Linked DNA regions of Mus musculus: all the other regions are linked to region 5. The links are chromatin contacts, called in public HiChIP or PLAC-seq, capture Hi-C and promoter capture Hi-C maps. All regions are on one chromosome and are shown on one strand. The core of a region is the stretch at or near the end of the contact, and the rest is flanking DNA. Distances in the headings are between cores, read along the strand shown. Region 1 holds the start of Cops7a (COP9 signalosome subunit 7A). Region 2 holds the start of Pianp (PILR alpha associated neural protein). Region 3 holds the start of Ano2 (anoctamin 2). Region 4 holds the start of Mlf2 (myeloid leukemia factor 2). Region 5 holds the start of Tuba3a (tubulin, alpha 3A). Region 6 overlaps Vwf (Von Willebrand factor). Region 7 holds the start of Vwf (Von Willebrand factor).

Region 1 (2,700 bases), core at 3-2,502, 320 kb after region 5:
ACTCTCAGCCTGGAACTATGCAGCTCACATGGCCTTTGGGCCTAAGATACTCCTGACTTAGCCTCCCAAGTGCTAGACCACAAGCATGCACCACCATCCCTCGAAGGAAGCGACGGAATCAGACAGGTATGCACTTGGACCCTATCCATATTTCTTTGTCCTACAGGTTAGTTCCAGAACTCAGCCCTTGAAGGTCCAATTCTCCTGCCTCAGCCTACTGAGTGATAGGATTACAAATCATCTAACAGTAAACCTGGCTTTACCTTAATTTCCTCCTTATATGGTTTCTGTAAGGATTTTTGTTTTGTTTCATTTTGAAACCTGGTCTATTTAGTGGCGGATGATCCAACTCAGAAATCCACCTAATTAAAGGTGTGTACCACCATGATATTTGGGAGATAGGGTCTCTCACACTGTAGCCCGGGATAACCTCCCAACATATAGCAATCCTCCTGCCTCAGCCTCCTGGATGCTGGGATTACAAGTGCCCGGCTGAATCCTTTAACTTTTAAATTTCCTCATCTGCCTTGGTTCCACTCACACTTTTCTCCTTGCTAATTTGGGATCCAAAGACTAAAAAAATGACTCAATATTTATTTGTAGTAACCATGGCCAAAAGTCTGGTCATGCGATCTGAAACTTCTATGGGAAGAAAACCTCAAAAGCCTAACCAATACACTTCCTTTTCCCCCTTAATCACTCGGGGGTTTGTTTTCTTTCTTATTGAGACCGGTTCTCATGTTGCTCAAACTGGCTTGGAATCTGCGATGGAGCTGAGGCTGGTTTTGAACTCCTGATTCTCCCCTACCTCTACCTCCAATACGCCGGGGGGTGGGGTGGGGGCATGTGTTACCACTTCCTGCCCCCTTACCCTTTAAACTTTTCTTCTGCTCTTTAAAAAGAGTGGATAAGTTGTTGGACTATTTATAGCCTCGTTTCTCTCCTTTCTCCCTTATTTTTTCTTTCTGCGAATTCTCGCCTTCCGCTAACGCTCACGTCGCCGCAGGAACTCGGGGCCGCCATCCTGCCTTGTCCTGCAGCTCCCGGGAGGGTCGCTCCCCCGGACCTCCGCAGAGCCGAGGTCCTCTCCGCACCCTGCATTCACCGCTCTCGCACCCATAAAGATGCACGGACAGAGCGGAAGATGGGCGCCGCTCTCGCGCCTCCCGCGGTCCGGAAACGGAAGCAGGCCGGAGCCGCCCGGAACCCGCCTCCCGAGAGCGGAAGTACGGCCGGAAGCTGGCCATAGAAGCGAGCGGCTAGAGCGGCCCTGCGGGGAGGTGGCAGGAAAGGCTTGGGAGCCGCTGCCGGAGGTGACGGAGCGGCCGCCCCGCCCCGTGCGCTGGGAGACGAGGCTTCCAGGTAGCCGTCGGTTGCAGTCGGTCCGGGGGTACGACCTGGCCTTGGGCGCAGACCCCGGCCGGTCCCGGGGCTGCCTCTTTAAGGGAGGGGGTGGAGCCGCGAGTCAGGCGCGAGGAGGTGAGGTCACGTGGGGGCGGCCACGTGCACGACTCGCGTCCCGAAGTGGGGGTTCGTCGTCGTCCGGTAGACACCATGTGCTATCTCTCCCTTCCCTGGTTCATCAGTCTTGGAACTCAATGGGGTGCACGTGGTGGGGCTTGGGACTGGGCCCGGGATGACGGAGCGGGTGGGCGTGGCAGCCAGGATGGGGCTGGCTTGGAGGAGCCCTCGAGTTGCCTTTTAGACCTCAGGACCCCACTTACTCACTGCGGATGTGGCGGGGTCCCTCTTGAGCGTGCAGCTCCCGTCCCTTCGAGCTGACCACCCTCGCAGGGTCCAGGGACCTTTAGTTTCACGTTCCTCTTTCCTTGCAGCTCCAGAAATCTTGAGGCCAGAGCCCCGCACCTCGGCGCAGCCATGAGTGCGGAGGTGAAGGTGACAGGGCAGAACCAAGAGCAGTTTCTGCTCCTTGCCAAGTCGGCTAAGGGGGCGGCACTGGCCACACTCATCCACCAGGTGCTGGAGGCCCCTGGTGTCTACGTGTTTGGGGAACTGCTGGATATGCCTAATGTTAGAGAGGTGTGTTGCTTGCCTGGGTAGTCCCCAAAGAACGTTGGGACCAAAGTTAACTCTTGAGTGCTGGGCTCGTTTTTTGTACCCAGTAACCACTCAGGTGATCGGGGTACCGATAATTAGCTCTCAACATGGAAAAATAAATCAATCAAATAAAGGTCTTCATTATCTTACAGATAAAGGGTCTGTAAACTTAGTGCTCCCTCCCTCTGTACCCACACTTTGAGTCAGGATTTCACTGTGTAGTCCTGGCTGCCCTAAACTAGTAACTATGGTCTAAGGTGGCCTTGAATGTGTGGGAAATCCCTGCCTATGTCTCATGCATAATTTTTTTTGTTATTTAAAAATATGGAACGCTTTACAAATTGGAGTGTCGTCTTTGCTCAGGGGCCATGCTAATCTTCTCGGGATCGTTCCAGTTTTAGTATATGTGTTGCTGAAGCAAGCAGAAATCTTTAATTTTGAAGCAAAAGAACAAGTCATTAAGAATACCACTGATAAACTCCAGCTTGTCCACCAGTATGATATCTTTTTGTGTTGGTTTTTTTTTTTTTTTTTTTTTCAGGACAGGGTTTCTCTATGTACTATAACTGTGTTCTGGAACTCTCTCTGTCGACCAGGCTGGCCTTCAACTCAGAGATCCTCTGCCTCTTCCTCTCGAGTGTT
Region 2 (2,700 bases), core at 119-2,618, 290 kb after region 5:
GGGGGGTGCGAGAGGTGAAAGGCTGCGAGGGAAAAGGTTGGTCAAGAGTGAGAAGACGGACAGACAGCAGCTGGGAAGGGAGGAGATGGGGAGGAAAGAGGGGCTACAGGAGATTGGCCAAGGATGCTGAAGAGAGAAGACGGCAGGGAGGGAAAAGAAAACAGGCATCAGGCAGGAGGATGGAGGGGTCTGGTCAGGGCAGAAGCAAAGAGAGTGGAAGAGAAAAGGACGGTGGAGATCAGAGACGGGGAGAGAGTCATTGAGACAGATTAGAACACGGTGTTGAAGGCAAAATCAAAAAAGGAAGGGACGGGGACCGGAGGTGGGGGGTGGACAGAACAGCAAAGATGGAGGAGTTAGGAATTGTTTCTTGAAATTGAAAGAGATATGGAGACAGAGCTGGAGGCCAGGTGAAAGAGAAGGGAAAGGAAAGAGGCCGGGGGGCTTAGTGGGAGGAGGTTAGAAACGGGAGGAAAGAAATGGTAGCCGAACCAGTGGAGCGAATAAGGACTCGGCGACACCAGTGGCCCGCTACTCCAGGGCATACCTGCCCCTTCGTTGGCTACAACCCACCACCACCACCAATGTCAACTCCAGCCCCTTCACACACCCCGTACCCCTCTGTCACCCCCTCCAGGAAGTCCGCAGTCCCCAAGCTGGTGCGCCACCCCACCCCCTTCGCGCTCCTCACCGACCTGTTGTGCGCAGAAGACGAACTGGGGGTGGGGTGGGGGAACCGGGCCCCATCTCTAGCAGAGCCCCCCAATCCCGCCAATCCCACAGGCCTGCGCTCCCTGGATAGGGTTGGAAAGCGGTGCGAACCGGGAAAAATAAGGAAACGATCGGCCAAGGGATTTGGAGGGAGCACCCAGAGCGGAAAGGGGACCTGAGGCAGGAGGATGCCCGAAGCTGCAGGATGAGCTAAAGGCGGGATGGTGGCAGGCGCGGAGACGTTGACTGCTGCACCAAGAGGGTAGGATGGAGTCAGGACAGCGGAGGGATGGAGGGCACTGTGGAAAGGAGCTCTGGGAGACTGGAGGCGGCTGGAGACCGCGCCAGGAGGGGCGGGGGGCGAAGGACGCGGAGCTGGCACTGGGAGGGCAGAGTCTGCTCCCTACGGGTAGGGGCTTTGGGTCCCCCTCGCTCACCTGCATGCCTGGTGTGGCGGCGCGACGACTGCAGGCGCTCGGAGCTACGCGGGGCTGGGGGGTCGCAGAAACGGGTGGGGCGCCGGGCATGGTCGGGAGGTTTGGCTGGCAGCGAGGAGCTGGAGCCGGAGGGGGGCGGGCGCCCGGGGCGCGGGGCGGCGGCGGCGGCGGCGGCGGCGGGAGACGCTCGCTTCGGCTGGGCTCGGCTGGGCTCGGCCGGGCTCGGCTGGGTTCGGCGGGCGACTAGGACCACTTGGTCTCCGCCTCTCCTTCTCACGTCTGTAGGCCACGCACGACTTAACCCTTCGTTTGCTACGCTGCGAGCTCAGCTTTTGTCCAGGTGCAAGGTTGGGAAGAGGAGCAGGGATGGAGGGGGTTGGGGGGACGCAACCTCCTTTGGGTAGTGATGGTAAGCTTCCCCTCTACCTAAGCGCAGCTTCACAGACCTCATGATTTCTGACCCCCAAGCAGTCTGAGATTCTGAGTCATCCATACATTTGAGTCCCCAACTCTGGCAAAGGTGGAAAGGCAGCTCAAGACCGTGGGTGAGAGGACCAAAGAGGGGTGGGAGAGAAGACTGCATACGCAAATTGGAGTGCCCCCAGCAGATTAATTCCTCATTTCACTATGATCCTTCTTATAATTCATTCTCCCTGAAGCAACCCAAACAGTCCTTAAATGGTTCAAGACCATTTGCTATACTTAGCTTTTCCGAGACTCAGAATATCCAACACTCACTATGGCTCACAAGGAGGCCCCCGTAGATTCCTGCCTCTGGGTATCTCCAGCTTTCTTTCCTAAGGATTTCTTCGGCACAGCCTTAGTGCAGTTGGGGAATATTCCTAGACCAGAGGCACTAGAAGCCTGCCTCGGGGCTTTGCACCCTGCTGTTCCCTCTAGAAGTTTCTCCTTGTCTGTTCCCAAATGGTCTACACGGGCTCACTTAGATTCAGGCTTCTGAGTGCCCTTTTCTAATCTCTTAAAACTCCCTTGACCTGGGCCGTGGAGATGGCTCAGGGGACAAAGGTGCTTGCCACCAAGCCTGACTACCTGGGTTCTATCCCCAGGACCCACATGGTGGAAGGAAAGTTGTCACCAGACCCCTGAACAAGTGGTGTGACACATACACTAATTAGATGTAATAAAGAGAATTCTGGGGCTGGGGAGATGGCTTAGTGGTTAAGAGCACTGACTACTATGCTTCCAAAGGTCCTGAGTTCAAATCCCAGCAACCACATGGTGGCTCACAACCATCAGTAACGAGATCTGACTCCCTCTTCTGGAGTGTCTAAAGACAGCTACAGTGTACTTACATATAATAAATAAATAAATCTTTTTTAAAATTCCTTTGACCCTACCCATTCATACCTAACCCTTCTCCCTGCATGACCCCCCCCAACCCTGCGCCCCAAACTTCTAGGAAACCACACTTTCCTGGCTCCCCTCCAACCCTCTGGCTGTTCTTTACTGTCTTCCTCGGTTCTGACCTCGACATGTTGGCGCTCCTAGGGCTTAGTCCTTGGCCTTCTTTTCTTTCCACATTCTTTGTCCA
Region 3 (2,700 bases), core at 111-2,610, 400 kb before region 5:
CCACTGTGGTGCTAAGACACATAGAGGCAACCAGGGGACAGAAGAGGCTGCTGAACAGGGCCTTCCTGGGGCTTCAGAGACCAGCATGGCAGTGCCTGGCAGAACAGTAACAGAACCACATGGGCCCTTGATGTCTAGCAGCTGGTGCAGAGTGACCCTGAGGTTCCTTGAGGGGACTGGTGTCAGGTCTCAAAATTCAGACAGGTGAAGGGATCAAAGAGTGTCACTGTCATCTTAAGAAACAGTTTCTACAACTCTAATACATACACACTCATTCACTCACACACACACTCATTCACACATATACATACACACACTTATATATACACACATACATATACACACATACATATACACACTCATACACACACATATACATACTTATACACACAGTCATATACACACATACTCATACACACATATACATACATACTCATACACAAGAACATAAACACATATACTCACATGTGTACACATATACACATATGTACATACTCATACACACATCTTGTCTAAGATTCTCCTACCACCTGCCACTTGCCTGTGGGCTAACGTCTGACCATCCTCAGTAGGACCTCCCTCCCTGGCCAGGGCCCACATAATCCCTGGAAATATCTGTTTGTAGGACTATGACTAACACTTGCCTGCAAATCCCTTCACCTTGTTCACTCCCAAGCCACAGGCACCTCTCATTCCAACTCCAACAACAAAATAGCCAGCAACTCCCACCCCAAGCAAAGACAAGCTCCCAATAGATCTGATTTTCAAGGCACAGTAAAATAACATCCTTGGTGCCCCCAAACCTTACCTCAGTCTGCCTTTCTTCTAAAAAAAACACTTGTGAAAATGTCATACCTGTACTTGCCTGCACCCAAGGAAAGTGGCTCGTGTCAGAGGCCACAGGGATGCTGTGTCCTCAGTGCACTGTCAGATCAACCTGGCTACGGTCTTACTTACCCTCAGATTATATGTAGCAAGGAGAAGCAAAGTAGAACTGGTGACCAGCCACTGAGAGGGGACACCAGCCCTCTGCCACTTGTCCCCTCCTTGATAAAATATGTAAATAAAAATAAGACTTTAGAGAATTACTCAGGCACCCTCACCTTCCCTACCTCAGGGAAGTCCACTTGACGTCACTCATCCCAAAGAACAGGTGTTAGAATCCCTTCTCTTCCACATCTTCCTTCAATTAGTGGGATGCTGAGAGCCAGGGTCCTGGGGAGGGGAAACTTACCTCGCAGCCCAGGGGCCGCCATGGTGCTGGTCCCCAGATGCCAAGCCCCTTGGCTGCCCTCGCTCCACTCTGGATAGGCTTATGTGGCTGCCAGGGAGTTAATTCCATCGCGGCTCAGCTCTGTCTGGACGTGCCCGCCCCTCGCCAGCGGCTGCCACCTCCTCCAATCCATCCCTCTCCCTGGGCAGTTCCCTGCGCTCCTCCTTCGCAGAGACTAGCCCAACTTCCAGAAAGGATCCCTTTCTCAGGTGCAGCCAGAGACACGCTGGGGTCATGCATGGGCTGCGGGCCAGGGAGTAAATGCTGCTGGCGCTCCTCCACTCCACTCAGGAGCCTGAGTGAGCGCCACACAGCCGGGCTCGCCTGTGATAATTCAGCCGGATTATCTCATGAACTGCCTGGCTGATTAGTTTCCAGTCCCCAGCGAAGCCTCCTTCCTGTGGCACCAGTCTGCCGGCTATAGCCCTGAGTAGTAGTAGGGACTTAAACAGCAAGATGAGGCTACTCCGGTCTGGAGGGGGTGGGGGGAAACATGCAGCCCCGAGTGTACACAAGGACAAGGGGCAGAGGGGAGAGGGCATGTGTTAATTTGAGCTTCCCCAGGAGACTCTAGGGCAGTGAGGAGTGTGCCTAGAATTTAAAAGCTGTGAGACAAGAGTGGTGTGTGCTTTCCTAGAGTGGCTTAGGGACCTGACCATGGACAGAGGAGGGGTGAAGAGAAAGCCTCCAAAGGGCCATTTCCAGGATGTGAGCTACATTCCAAGATGCCAGAAGCAAATGACGCTCCTTGATGTTATGCCTCCTCCTCGGTGGGAAAGCATTACATCAGCATCAAGTACGCTGTTTGTGATCGCTGAATCTGAGAGATGTCTGTCCCCTGTTTTACAGAAGACAGTGGCAGAAACCCAACCAAATGGAAAGAAAACAGAAAGCATCGTGGTCCAGCCTCGAGGATTAATGGCTGGTGTCTATCTAAACCTCTTGACTTCGGGAGTCTCTCAAGTGCTTTGCTTTGCCCAGCATTCATACTTCAGTCTCAGCCTCCAGTCTATGAGGCAGTGACTTCCATTTATCCATTTCACACATGAAGCGTCCACAGTCTGTGTGCCCCAGGTTCCAAAGCGGGCTGCCTGCTCTGGTGTCCCAGCTCAGAACACCTTGCAGTTTCGCATCTCCCTCTTTTTCCCTTCGTTCTCCTTCCTTCACCTGCTTCCTGCTTCCAGGGACCCTTCTCCATGTCATCTCCACTCCTAAATTACTAAAAAGGCACTCGCCTGCTATCCATCCCTCTTCCATCCTCCCACAAGGAGTTTTTCCATGACACCCCCTAAAACATGTTTAAGGGCTACCCTAGTTACTTTTCTGTTGTTTGTTTTGTTGTGGTGGTTGTTGTTGTTGTTGCTGCTGCTGCTGCTGCTGCTGCTGCTGCTGCTGCTGCTGCTGCTGCTATTTTAAAGCAGCTGGGG
Region 4 (2,700 bases), core at 150-2,649, 350 kb after region 5:
CAGCCCCAGCCTACAAGACGAGAAACTGAAGTTAGAACTACACCCTACCAACTGTATGTACCAAAGGAGGTCAGTGCCTCCGTTCCCCCCTTCCTTCTTTCCACAGGAGTCACACAGCCCCTTTCCCAGACTCCTGACCCCACTCGTCTGCCTCCCACGCAGGTCATGTCCCTTTAAAGCTGGTTGTAGGGCAAGAACTGCAGCATACTTAACTAATCACCCCAGGTCTCGATATGTTCCAACTGTTACCTGCATCCTGCGGCTGGCAGGCCTGGTTGCTGGCATGTTACCATCTGTGATGCTCAGGAAGGGGCTATATCCAAAGCCGCCTGACAACATGCGGCTCATGTGCTGACGGTGAATTGCGAAGGGGTCCCTGCGGAGTGAGCATACACTATAGAAGGCAGATTAACCCCCAGCCTTCTTCACCTCCCCGAAATGAAGTCAGGGTACACAGTGGCACGGATGCCGGCTTCCCTCTGAGAGCGGCAGCTGAGTATCCAGCTAATTCTAACTGGTTCCAGCCAAGGGAACCAACTCAAAGGTCTGCCTGAACTGCTCAGACCTGAATCCGAATGGGCTGAGGGCGCGAGGGGGAGGGAATTCTCACATCAGGAACATGGGATCCTCAGGCTCCACGTCCCTCATGAAGCGGAACATCGTGATCTCAGCTCCAGGGGGCTCCACACTGTGAAGATACGGAGGCTGTGTTTCCTGCAGGCGGCCAGGCTTATGCACACCAGCTCAGTGTTGCTACTCTTAAGGCTGCCTCTTGCATACACTATCACTGACCCCTCCAAACTCCAGGGAAGATCCTTCGCCAGGTGAGCCATATAACCTATGAGACCTGAGAGCCAGCAGCTCTCCAAGCCGGTCATGGAATTTTTCCCAAGCCTCTTAGTGGTGCCCCTCCACCCCCGCCCGCCATCCTCTCTTCCCCGAGCCACGGTCAGCTCCTCCTCCGACGCCAGACTCGATGAGAATCTCGAACGGCGGCCCGCCACCCCATTAATGACCCCCAACTACTCCGCCTTCTGCTGGCACTGGGCGCTACCAGGCCTCCCCGGGCAGGCCTCACTGCCCACCGATCCGGGCCGCCACTGCCCCAGCCCGTGCCTCCCGCCGGGCGAGCCGGAGAGGAAGGTCCACTCCCGGGATCGCATCCCTGCAGCCGTGCGGGCCGCGGCGCCCTGGCCTCACCGGTCCCCGACTCCGGCTCAGCGGCCCATCCGGCCGGCCTCTCCTCGGGGCGCTGCAGGAGCAGGGTCGCGGCCCGGGACGCAAGGATTGGTCCGCGCGGCAGCTTCTCGCCTCCCGCACCGCCTCCTGCCTTCGCCTGCCACCTCCGTACCCCCGCCCTCGGCCCGAGAAGCCGATCTTCGGTCAGGCCCGAACGGAAGTGACGTCACGACGGACGGCCCCGGGGGCGGGCTGCGGGAGCTCCGCCCACCTGCTTGGGAGGGAGGGCGGCGCGCGCGCCGTGGAGCCCCGGAGGGCGGGTCCTCTGGGGCGGGTGGGAGGTGTCATTAAGCTGGCTCGGGGATCTGGGGACAGGAAGAGGCTCCTGCAAAGGTGGGGGGGGGCGGAGCGGAATCGGGAGGGACCGGCTGAGCGCAACGTGGGGGCAGGGTGTGCCGCACCTTTTTTGCGGGGGGGGGGGGGGAGAGGCGGGCTGTCTGGGGGCGATCGGTGGGGCGGATCCCTGCGGGGACCTTTAAACACACTGCAGGAGGGGCGCTTAACCAGGGGAGCGCGTGGGCCTGTCCCTCTGGAGAGACGCTCGGGCGGGCGGTGTCCTCCGAGTGACGCAGAGAAGGAGGTGACAATTTAGCTCAGGTCTAGTTAAGCCTTGGAAAAGGCCAACCAGGGAAGGGAATCCAGGTTGGGAGTTTGGCCGCCAGAGGGCGATCCTGGGCCGGGCTGGATCCTTAGCTCCTTAGGACTCGGTGTTGGCTTAGGCTTCTGGACCACTCCAGGACCTGTCTGTGAAGGGTTGGCCTGGGCAAAGGCGTTAGTTCTGAAGTCTGTTTGCTTTTTGTTGTCGTTTTTTGGTTTTGGTTTTAGTGCTCAGGACCCAACTCAGGACCTTGGGCATACCAAGCACATGCCCTACCACTAAGCTATAGTCCAGTTCCTTTAGGTCGTAGGTCTTTAAAACTTTCTTTGTTCTGAGCAGGTAGATAGGTCAAGGGACTAAAGTTTAGAAGAATAAAGGGGTGGAGAGCTAAATTAAGCAGAATCACCCAGGGGTGGAGCTAAAAAGTAAGCCCAAGAGGGCTGACTCCAAAGCCAGAGACTGGTATTTTGACATACTAATTGTCTTGCACAAAATCTGGCTGAGCTGGAGAGAAGAGCCCTCCCCTTTGGGTCAGAGGATTTGAACTGTATTGGGTAGACTTTGACCCACAGAGATCCAAACTCAAAACTGTCCCAAGTTCTTTACTCTGGCTGTCAGCCACATTGGTACCGTGTGGAACCTGATCTGAAGAGAAAGGTTTATTCTAACCAACTCCCTGAGGGAAAAGGGTCAGTGGTTACTCAGGAAAAGATTGGGAGCAGAGACTCTCAGCTTCTTTCGATTTGATCATTGCTAGTGGGAAAAAAATAGTGCTAAGAGAAGAAACAGTGATATAGTTAACGTAAGCTGACAGATTGGCAAAGTGAAGCCAAAAAAAAAAAAAAAAAGGAGAAAATGTGTTT
Region 5 (2,700 bases), core at 34-2,533:
GATATAAATTTCCTGGGTTTCAAATGCCTAGCGACCAAATCAGATCCCCAACAATAAGACTGCATCAAGAAGATTCTGTTCCAAAAAATGTTTATTGCAGAATTTTTTTAAAAAAAAATCATGTTTGATTCTAGTTATAAAACAAGTCATAAATGTATGCACGCCAGGATGAAAGACAGCTGAAATGTGTTTCTCTAGAGACATGCGTGGTTGTTGGTGTTCTATTTTATTGCTGCCTTTCCCACATGTTCTACTCTGAATGTGTTAATCTCATAATCAGAAAAAAATGTTTCTTGTAAACACAGCACTGGGGATTAGAGTTGTAGCTGGGTTTGGTAGAGTGCTGGCTAAGCATCTCTGAAGCCATGAGTGTGTCCCCAGCTTGTGATGCAGATCCGCAGTCCCAGGACTCAGAGGGTGGAGATTAGAGGGTCAGAAGGATCAAATCCATTCTTGATTACAGGGGAAATCAAGACCAGGGTGGGATACATGAGACTCTGCCCAAACAAACAAACAAACAAAAACACCATGGCACAGCCTACAATTCATTATGTGCAGTTCGATATCCTGAGGAAAGATAGGTATGTTGACTAATTTATGTTTCCTCCAAATTGCAGATTGAAGGTCTGGTTGCCACCAGGCATGGCACACATCTATAGCCCCAGCTCTGAGGTAGCCTGAGACAGAGTTTCAACTTCTGCCAGCCCGGGCTACAAGCTTTGGAGGCCAGCCAGGGCTGCATACCCAAATCCTTTCAAAACCTTCTCCGAGTAAATAATGTCGGAATAGGCAACTGCTCACACAGACTTCCAAAACAGCTCTGGGTCCCAACGCAAGACTTGGCAGATGGTCTCTGGAGAAGCACGACCTGGTGGCCTCCAAAGCGAGGGAGGCTGAACAGCTTTTCTGCCCCAAGTGAGGTAAGGCTGTGTGAGGTGAGGCGAAAGGAGGAAAGGCGAGGACAGAGGTACGGATAGTGTGCAGGGCTGCTAGGGCATCCCTCCATCGCCGATGCGCAGATAACATACGCAGATAAGCAAGACCTGAGCGCCCCACTTGTTCCATGCTAAGTTGGATGTCGGGGACGCGCAGACACACCTCCCCCCACCCCCCATTTTCAGATGCTCCTCAATGCTTGTCCCCCTCCAGCCACTCCAGAGCCTTCCCGCCAAAGCCACATCCAATCAGAAAGTGCCAGCACTGCAACTTGAGCCACATCCAATCATTAGTGGGATGTGGAGCCTAAGGCCGCCCCTAAGGCGCTCTGGGCCAATGAGCCCCGGCCTGGACTCCACATCCGTCCTGGACTGTTGAGCGCGCAGACCAGAGGCGGTTGAGGACCAGTGGTGAGGAACGGCCGAGGCGGCGTCTGAGCGGGTCTCCGGAGTTCAGCATGGTGAGAGCGGCCGGGGTGGTGGGAGCAGTCCCAGGCCGGGGTGGTTGGCCTCGGGGCCTCTGGGGGGGTCGGCCCCACGGGAGGTTGACCTCCGTCTCCTCTGAGGCTAGGGCTTCCTCGCAACCCCAGCTCCTGTGAGGGTGGGCGTTGGCAGAGCAGCCCAGGAGCCCGCAGTCTCCTCTAGACTCCTCACCATGCAAGTGCGTGTGAATGAGATGCTCGGCTTCTTAGCACCTGTGAAGCTCCAGGATGCTGGGATGCAGTTCCAGCCCGGAGTCCCAGCCCCGCGGAGGCTGATGAAAGAGGCGCAAGAGTTCGCGGCCAGCCTCAGTCTCGTGGGCCTCCAGCCTTAAGAAAAAAAGCAACAAAAGAAGGTGGCAGATAGGTTTCTGGAGAGGGAACTTTTGTTTTGTTTACTGGTACCAGTGGCCTTGAGTGCGAGAACCAGTGATGGCTTGGGTTCCAGAAGATCCTAGAAGCCACCAGGCTTTCTGGTCTAATGTTCGTCCACCTAGGAAAGTGAAAGTTACTGAGTCCAAAGAGCCTGTGCTCGGGTCTCGAGCTTACTATGATTGGGAAATGCCGTAGAGCCCCTGGTAGGCCTGCCCTCTCTGCCTCCACTCCGTCAAGATCACAGGCCACCAGCTCCACCAAGCTTGCCAAAGAACTTTTATATAAGTTTTGTGGCTACTGCTGTTTTTCTTATTTCATGGTTTATAAGTGGGATCCATTGTTGGTATTAGAAAGTACATTTGAGGTGTGTGCTGGCGCATGCCACAGTCCCAAGCAGGACATTTGGATTTCAAGATTAGTCTGAGTACATTTGAAGCTAGCATGGACTACAAAAACTTGTCCTAAGGGAAGAATAAAATAAGGCTGAGAACCTAATTTATTAGATTTTTTTTTCTTTGAAATCGCTGTGCATGTATGTCTCTGCAAAGTATGTGCTCCTGAGTGCAGTTTCCCAGAGAGGCCAGAAGAGGGTGTGGAAGACCCAGGAGCTGGAGTCAGGCCGTGGCGAGCCTGATAACTGAGCCCTGATCCTCTGCAAGACAGCTCTCCTACCCACCACACAAACTCTCCGGCCCCAGGCAGAGGACTTCTTAGATACTTGTGTTCACATACGATCTGGGTCTAAACAGCCAGAACTTGTCTTTGTTTCTCTGATGGGCTCTCGTCATCTGAGCTGGCCTCAAACGCCTCTTATTACCTCAGCTCCTCATTGAGCTGGCTACTGTCATGGACCCCCCCACACCGAGCTTGATCGTTTTTTTTTTTTTTTCTTTAAAACTTTTTTCTTGTTG
Region 6 (2,700 bases), core at 6-2,505, 290 kb before region 5:
AGAGGTAACTTTGAGAATCTCATCCAGTGCTTCAGTGTTTGTGAGCCTGGGATTCCTAACGTTGATGAAAATCCATTTCTCCCAATCCTGACTCATCTGACGATGCTGCTACCACTGGATTACTCCCCTGCTGTGGCTCAAGTAAAAATTAGCAGCAACCACACTTGGGATTCCCAGTAACTGAACACTTGGGATTCCCAGTAACTTGGCAGTTGGTCATCGTGAAGACAAACTCTTAGGAATTACAGGGAGAGATCTCTTGGTGCCAAGCATGGACGTGTCCTCATGCTCTTGACAGCAGTAGCAAAGGCAGGAGCCAATCTTGTCACACTGGGGAATGTGACCTGAGAGTGGTGATAATGGCTTCGGTGACTCCCAGGCTAGTCCAAAGTCACCAAGTGCGGTGACAGGCTACACTATGACCAACGGTGATGTGCCAAGTGGCTGACACTTACATAGTGGGCCTTAGCATCACCCGCAGATCTGTATATCGTGGGACGTGCAGTGGTTGTGTTCACTGTGGTAGGTTTCCATCAGTGACAGGAGATTGCCTTGGGAAAGGAGTGTCTTTTTCCATAGCTAGAATGACCACTCTGTGGGCTAACAGCAACCCTATGGGGCTTTCGGCTTCAAATTACAGGCAGGACACAGGACCAAAGCTACTATCCCTTTGTGAAGTTCAGCCCTTCCCCCATGCTCCCCAGACTTCATTTTACAAAAAGAGAAAGGCTAAGGATCTCTCTAAAAAGCATGTGTTGTGTGGTAGCTGTGAGCAGATGAGCATCACTTAATCTGGACATTTATGGCTTGGGCTCCAGGCTCAGCTGGAAAACAAAAACAAAACTAAAACTGCAAACGATGAGATCCAACAAGCCATTATCGGTCCCAGCAGAGAGAGGCTGTGGGTCTGTTGGTACAACAGGCAAACGTTCCTCCCCAAGGTATAAGAATTATGACCAGGCTCCCTGAAAGAGCTACAAAAATCAGGAGAAAAGAGAGGTGACTGGTTCTGACAGCTAACCAAAGCAGTTGTACACTAGTGCAGCCTCCCTGAGAACGCTCAACCATTCCAACTGGCTCCTGAATCCAAAACCCCGCTGCTAAAAGACTCCCAGTTAGCAGACCCAATATCTAAGCGTGGGGCCCAGCGGGAGCAAAAACTTACAAGAGGCCACATTAATCACCTCCCAGGAGATGAGTCACTGCGCATCCCAGCCAATGAGGGATCCCGGCTGTGAGCAAACACGATCTGATTGGCTAAGGGCAGAATACAGTTCTCTAGGTAAACAAACTGAAACTCTGAACTGTGAGTGCTGGACTTGAAGGAGTTCGTGCCTCAGGGAGGTGTGTTTGGAGCCTCAGTCCCGAACCAAGAACCACGTTCTTCAGCTGTTCCCAGGATGCTGGTTAAAGCACCCGGGAGACAAAGTGAGTAGGGACATACAGCTGGAGCCTTAAAATGTGTCCCCGCAGACTTAGCAAAGCTGCATCCGTGCTTTGTCTTCCTTGAACAAAGCACCCAGTCTTTCCCTCCTCAACTCACCCTCAGTATCAGGTTCTCTCCAGAAAAAGTCTGTCTGTACCTCCCACTAACGCCACATCAAAGGGTTTGTTCCTTGATACTCTGAGGGTGGGCAGCATCTGCCAAGCCCTTGCTGTTTGCAGCCTGTGTTTGCAAAGCCAAACAAAACAAAATATGCTCGGCGGGACCTGTTGCTCTCAGCCTCGCCTTGAAGGGAGGGAGAGGGAATGCCACCAACCAAACACAGAACTCTAATTTAGAAACCCAAAGGGGGAAGTGAGAAAAGTCTCTCGTGCACAGTACCTTGGATGGATTTCTTTTGAAATCTGTCTGTTGGTCAAGCATCTCTAGAGGAAGGGCATGCCTGTCTCACTTGCCTATTTGGATGTGCTCTGGACATCTCATTTTCCAAACCCACAGGCTGATGTGACGGAGGCAATTCCTCATCTGAGGTTCCCTTTTCTAGGTGACTCTAGTTTGTGTCAAGCTGAAAAAAAACTGACCAGCGCACCCAACTATGGGGGAGAGAATCTCAACGGTTTGTCTTTAAAAGGACAAATGTCAGCTATCTCAAGCCCTGGGAAAGAGGAAATCCCCCTTCTGCACAAAGCACGGGCCTCTTGGCGCTCAGTCTGGAGCTTAAGTCTGCCCTTGTTAGCAACCGTGGCCACGTGCCAGGCAACTACCCAGCGGGCCTTGCGCCGCTGAGTCACTGGAAGCACAAGGGCAAAAAAATGGCTTTTGGGATGTCTTTTGTTTACAAGTTGGAAGTTGTGTGCTTAAGAGTTGAGGCCGTATGTGTTCACTGATAAGTGGATATTAGCCCCAAACCTAGGATACCCAAGATATAAGATATAATTTGCTAAACACATGAAACTCAAGGAGAATGAAGACTGAAGTGTGGACACTATGCCCCTCCTTAGATTTGGGAACAAAACACCCATGGAAGGAGTTACAGAGACGGAGTTTGGAGCTGAGATGAAAGGATGGACCATGTAGAGACTGCCATAGCCAGGGATCCACCCCATAATCAGCATCCAAACGCTGACACCATTGCATACACTAGCAAGATTTTATTGAAAGGACGCAGATGTAGCTGTCTCTTGTGAGACTATGCCGGGGCCCAGCAAACACAGAAGTGGATGCTCACAGTCAGCTAATGGATGGATCATAGGGCT
Region 7 (2,700 bases), core at 177-2,676, 270 kb before region 5:
TGCATGTGTCCATTGAGGGAACATTTTCTTAAGCCAATAATAATAATAATAATAATAATAGTAATAATAATAATAGAAGGAGGAGGAGAATGAGACTAAGAATAAGGATTCTCACTGCCCCCCATGCCTCCTTTAAACGTGGAGAACTAGTCCCCAAAACCCTCCCACAGCAGAGCCAGGCTTAAGAGTGACAATCCCAGTGAGCCACACTGCCGAGACCTTCTCCAGACAATGGTACCATGGGGTGGGAAAGTTCTGGTTCTATTCTCCTGCCCTTGATGTTAGCCTAGCATCCCATGACCCCACAGTCCTGCAGCATCTGGAACAAAGGTGCCATTCCACCATCACACATAGCAACCAACTAGGAGAAGGGGCTGGCTTTTGTTGTTGCCATCAGAACCCAGACTCAGAGACCAGTCAAGGCCACCACTGAGAACTTGTTAGTCACCTGCCCTGGACCGTGAGTACCTTTAGAGCAGGGACTGTCCTTCTCACCAACATCCCTGGGACCTGCAAGGATACTCAGCACCCAGGAATGCTCTGTAAATGTTTGCTGAATGGCCTTGACAAGGGGACAGGAATTTAACAGCCCTGGACCTGAGAACATTTCTTTACAATGTGCCTCACCCCACTGCCCACTCAATCCTGGCTGGCTAAGCACACTCACCCACCCCGCGACTCTCAAAGCCCCTGCTGCCACCCCTCTCTTCTGGAGAATGTTACAGGACATACAGAAGGTGCCACCTAGGGCATAGTGGGTACAACCCTTCTTACATAATGCCCATTCAGACGAATGAAGAGGGGTAAATCCAGCCTCTTATGAGTGTGAACCGGACATGGCCAAGACTGGGTCACAAAGCAAGTGTCCCTCTCCACTGCCCTCCCAGCACACAGGTATATCAGGGGCTCCAAGCACATACTCAAGAAGGGAAGGAAGGGACCTACCAATCTCATCTGAATACAATTCTGCCAGGCCAGAAAGCCTCTTCAGAAAGAAAAGCAGGACCCAGCAGCAACAGCAGAGGGACCATAGGATCCAGGTAGCTTTGAATCACTCCTCCAGACAAATCCCTTCTGTTATAGGATCCGCAGCCAGATCCTCAGGGGCAGGGATCAGCCCTGTACCTTCCCCCACCCCTCAGCTAAGCCAGATCTCCATCCAAAACCATCATACCTTGCCCATACAAACAGGGGCTGTATCTCCAAGGTCCCTTGAGGAAACCCAGCCGCTACTCAGTGGTGCCACCTCTCACTCCTAAGCCATTTTCCTGCGCAACTGCTGGATGGATCTGCTCAGACTCTGAGCCGACCTGCTGTCAAGTTGTCCAGGGGCTTCAAAGTCCTCAGAGCCAGGGAGAGAAAACCCAAGCTGTGCCCCAGCCCATTCCTCTGCCTGCAATAGCTCCAAGTTGCCACCACAGAGCCCTGGCCTTCTCTTAATTACCAGCGGGAAACAATGGCAGGAAGCAGTAGTCGAGCCCTTCCAGGCTGATAAGGCTTGAAAAGCCAGGAGGGAGAGCTCCTGGAATCTGCTCCCCAAACACCACCACAGCTCAGTTTGGTCCCCGAGACACCCTGAGTGCCCCTTTAGGCAGCCAGGACCAGGGACAGTAGGTTTCCCATGACAGCCTGGTCCAGGCTAGGAGAGAGAACCAGGCTTACATCAACGTGGCTTCTGGTTCCAATTTCCAGAGGTTTTGAAAAACTCTTCTAACCTAGCCAACTTAGCAGCAAGGTGAGAGGAAGAAGTATGTTAGCACTTCCTGCCCCGTCACCCACAGGTATGAACCGTCCAGGCTAGACCTCACAAAAACCTAGCCTGTTTGTATCTTAGCCAGTGTTTTATGTACATGGTAGCACATGCCTGGAGACAGAGGCAGGAAGGTCTCTATGAGGTTTGAGCCAGCCTGGTCTACTTAGCAAGCTCCAGGACAGCAAGGACTAGAGAGAGAGAGAGAGAGCCTCTCTCAAAACAAACAGCAACAAAAATGAAAGCACTGGTCACAGTCTAAGTCTTTGGGAACTGGGGGAGTGGGGGTGGAAATGATGGTTCCATTCTAATACTCCCCCTTCAAAGACTCACACGTACACACCTGCTCTTTGCTAAGGCATAGAACCCAAGACCTGCACGTGATAAACAATCTTCCACTGAGCTACATCCCCGAGTTCCCACCACACCTCCACGCACACTAGCGTAAATCTGCACACACATACTCTCTCTGCCCCTGCCTCCCAACCTCCTATTCCCAAAAGCCCAGGTCTCAGCCAGATGGGACACACTAATTCCTGTTCAAAAAGAAACCAGGTACAATGTAGGAAAGCGAAGTGAGGCAGGACCTTGTCTGTGGGATTGCCGGCACTCAGCTGGGCAGCCCCCGCAGAGTGTCTAGGAGTGGCCTACTTCACTGCTTCTCACTACACCATTCCGCCAAGCCTCTGAAGAACTGCTATGCCCCCTTCACACACACCTCACACTCTCCCGTTCCCGTTTCCACTGTCTTAGTTAAGGTTTCTATTGCTGCAATGAAACACCATCACCGTGACCAACAAGCACGTTGGGGAGGAAAGTGTTTATTTGGCTTCTGTATCACAGTTTATCACCAAAGGAAGTCAGGACAGGAACAAGACAGAAATGTGGAGGCAGGAACTGATGCAGAGGCCATGGAAGGGTTCTGCATACAGGCTTTCTCACAATGCTTT

The links. Promoter capture Hi-C pulls out the DNA fragments that hold promoters and counts their contacts. HiChIP or PLAC-seq counts read pairs in DNA pulled down with a chosen protein or histone mark. Capture Hi-C pulls out chosen DNA fragments and counts their contacts.
Region 1: a promoter capture Hi-C map of liver shows a contact between it and region 5. The contact joins the promoter of Cops7a here to the promoter of Tuba3a in region 5. A contact is called at or near these places in 3 of 39 promoter capture datasets (cranial neural crest, liver and pre-B cells), 1 of 115 datasets of contacts at active chromatin or transcription factors (pancreatic cancer cells) and 1 of 9 other capture datasets (pancreatic islet).
Region 2: a contact with region 5 is called in a promoter capture Hi-C map of pre-B cells, with 2.7 times the contacts expected there. The contact joins the promoter of Pianp here to the promoter of Tuba3a in region 5. A contact is called at or near these places in 4 of 39 promoter capture datasets (cranial neural crest, liver and pre-B cells), 1 of 484 Hi-C or Micro-C datasets (embryonic stem cells), 3 of 115 datasets of contacts at active chromatin or transcription factors (bone marrow-derived macrophages, microglia and pancreatic cancer cells) and 1 of 9 other capture datasets (liver).
Region 3: a contact with region 5 is called in a capture Hi-C map of embryonic stem cells, with 4 times the contacts expected there. The contact joins the promoter of Ano2 here to the promoter of Tuba3a in region 5. A contact is called at or near these places in 7 of 39 promoter capture datasets (the 3T3-L1 cell line, embryonic stem cells, hematopoietic stem and progenitor cells and 3 more) and 1 of 9 other capture datasets (embryonic stem cells).
Region 4: a contact with region 5 is called in a promoter capture Hi-C map of liver, with 2.4 times the contacts expected there. The contact joins the promoter of Mlf2 here to the promoter of Tuba3a in region 5. A contact is called at or near these places in 3 of 39 promoter capture datasets (liver and pre-B cells), 3 of 115 datasets of contacts at active chromatin or transcription factors (bone marrow-derived macrophages, microglia and pancreatic cancer cells) and 1 of 9 other capture datasets (pancreatic islet).
Region 6: a contact with region 5 is called in an HNF4G HiChIP or PLAC-seq map of pancreatic cancer cells. The contact joins the enhancer-like site here to the promoter of Tuba3a in region 5. A contact is called at or near these places in 1 of 39 promoter capture datasets (macrophages), 1 of 484 Hi-C or Micro-C datasets (bone marrow-derived macrophages), 4 of 115 datasets of contacts at active chromatin or transcription factors (the NIH/3T3 cell line, embryonic stem cells and pancreatic cancer cells) and 1 of 9 other capture datasets (macrophages).
Region 7: a contact with region 5 is called in a promoter capture Hi-C map of liver. The contact joins the promoter of Vwf here to the promoter of Tuba3a in region 5. A contact is called at or near these places in 1 of 39 promoter capture datasets (macrophages), 1 of 115 datasets of contacts at active chromatin or transcription factors (pancreatic cancer cells) and 3 of 9 other capture datasets (adipose tissue, liver and macrophages).

Annotation. Positions count from the first base shown.
Region 1 is chr6:124,964,064-124,966,763 of GRCm38.p6, reverse strand. It overlaps Cops7a (COP9 signalosome subunit 7A), which reads left to right and starts at 1,252. Exons shown (of 8, transcript NM_001355542.2): 1 at 1,252-1,362; 2 at 1,836-2,040. The coding sequence starts at 1,879. It overlaps Gm23851 (a small nuclear RNA gene), which reads right to left and starts at 2,481; the gene lies at 2,377-2,481.
Region 2 is chr6:124,995,388-124,998,087 of GRCm38.p6, reverse strand. Pianp (PILR alpha associated neural protein) reads right to left here and starts at 1,368. Exons shown (of 6, transcript NM_175696.4): 1 at 1,149-1,368. It also overlaps a transcript of Cops7a not described here.
Region 3 is chr6:125,689,279-125,691,978 of GRCm38.p6, reverse strand. Ano2 (anoctamin 2) reads right to left here and starts at 1,360. Exons shown (of 25, transcript NM_001364562.1): 1 at 1,235-1,360. The coding sequence starts at 1,256.
Region 4 is chr6:124,930,087-124,932,786 of GRCm38.p6, reverse strand. It overlaps Mlf2 (myeloid leukemia factor 2), which reads right to left and starts at 1,399. Exons shown (of 9, transcript NM_001170341.1): 1 at 1,201-1,399; 2 at 611-688; 3 at 250-376; 4 at 1-10. The coding sequence starts at 660.
Region 5 is chr6:125,284,664-125,287,363 of GRCm38.p6, reverse strand. Tuba3a (tubulin, alpha 3A) reads left to right here and starts at 1,283. Exons shown (of 5, transcript NM_009446.3): 1 at 1,283-1,396. The coding sequence starts at 1,394.
Region 6 is chr6:125,571,941-125,574,640 of GRCm38.p6, reverse strand. The region is part of intron 6 of Vwf (Von Willebrand factor); the gene reads right to left. Among named protein-coding and RNA genes, the nearest start is that of Vwf, 20 kb to the right of the region's middle. Within about 2 kb of position 1,255, at least 343 of the 459 cell types and tissues checked have an H3K27ac peak or open chromatin away from gene starts, as enhancers often do. A contact at or near this core is called in bone marrow-derived macrophages, embryonic stem cells, macrophages and 1 more, where this site is marked.
Region 7 is chr6:125,551,674-125,554,373 of GRCm38.p6, reverse strand. It overlaps Vwf (Von Willebrand factor), which reads right to left and starts at 1,426. Exons shown (of 52, transcript NM_011708.4): 1 at 1,175-1,426.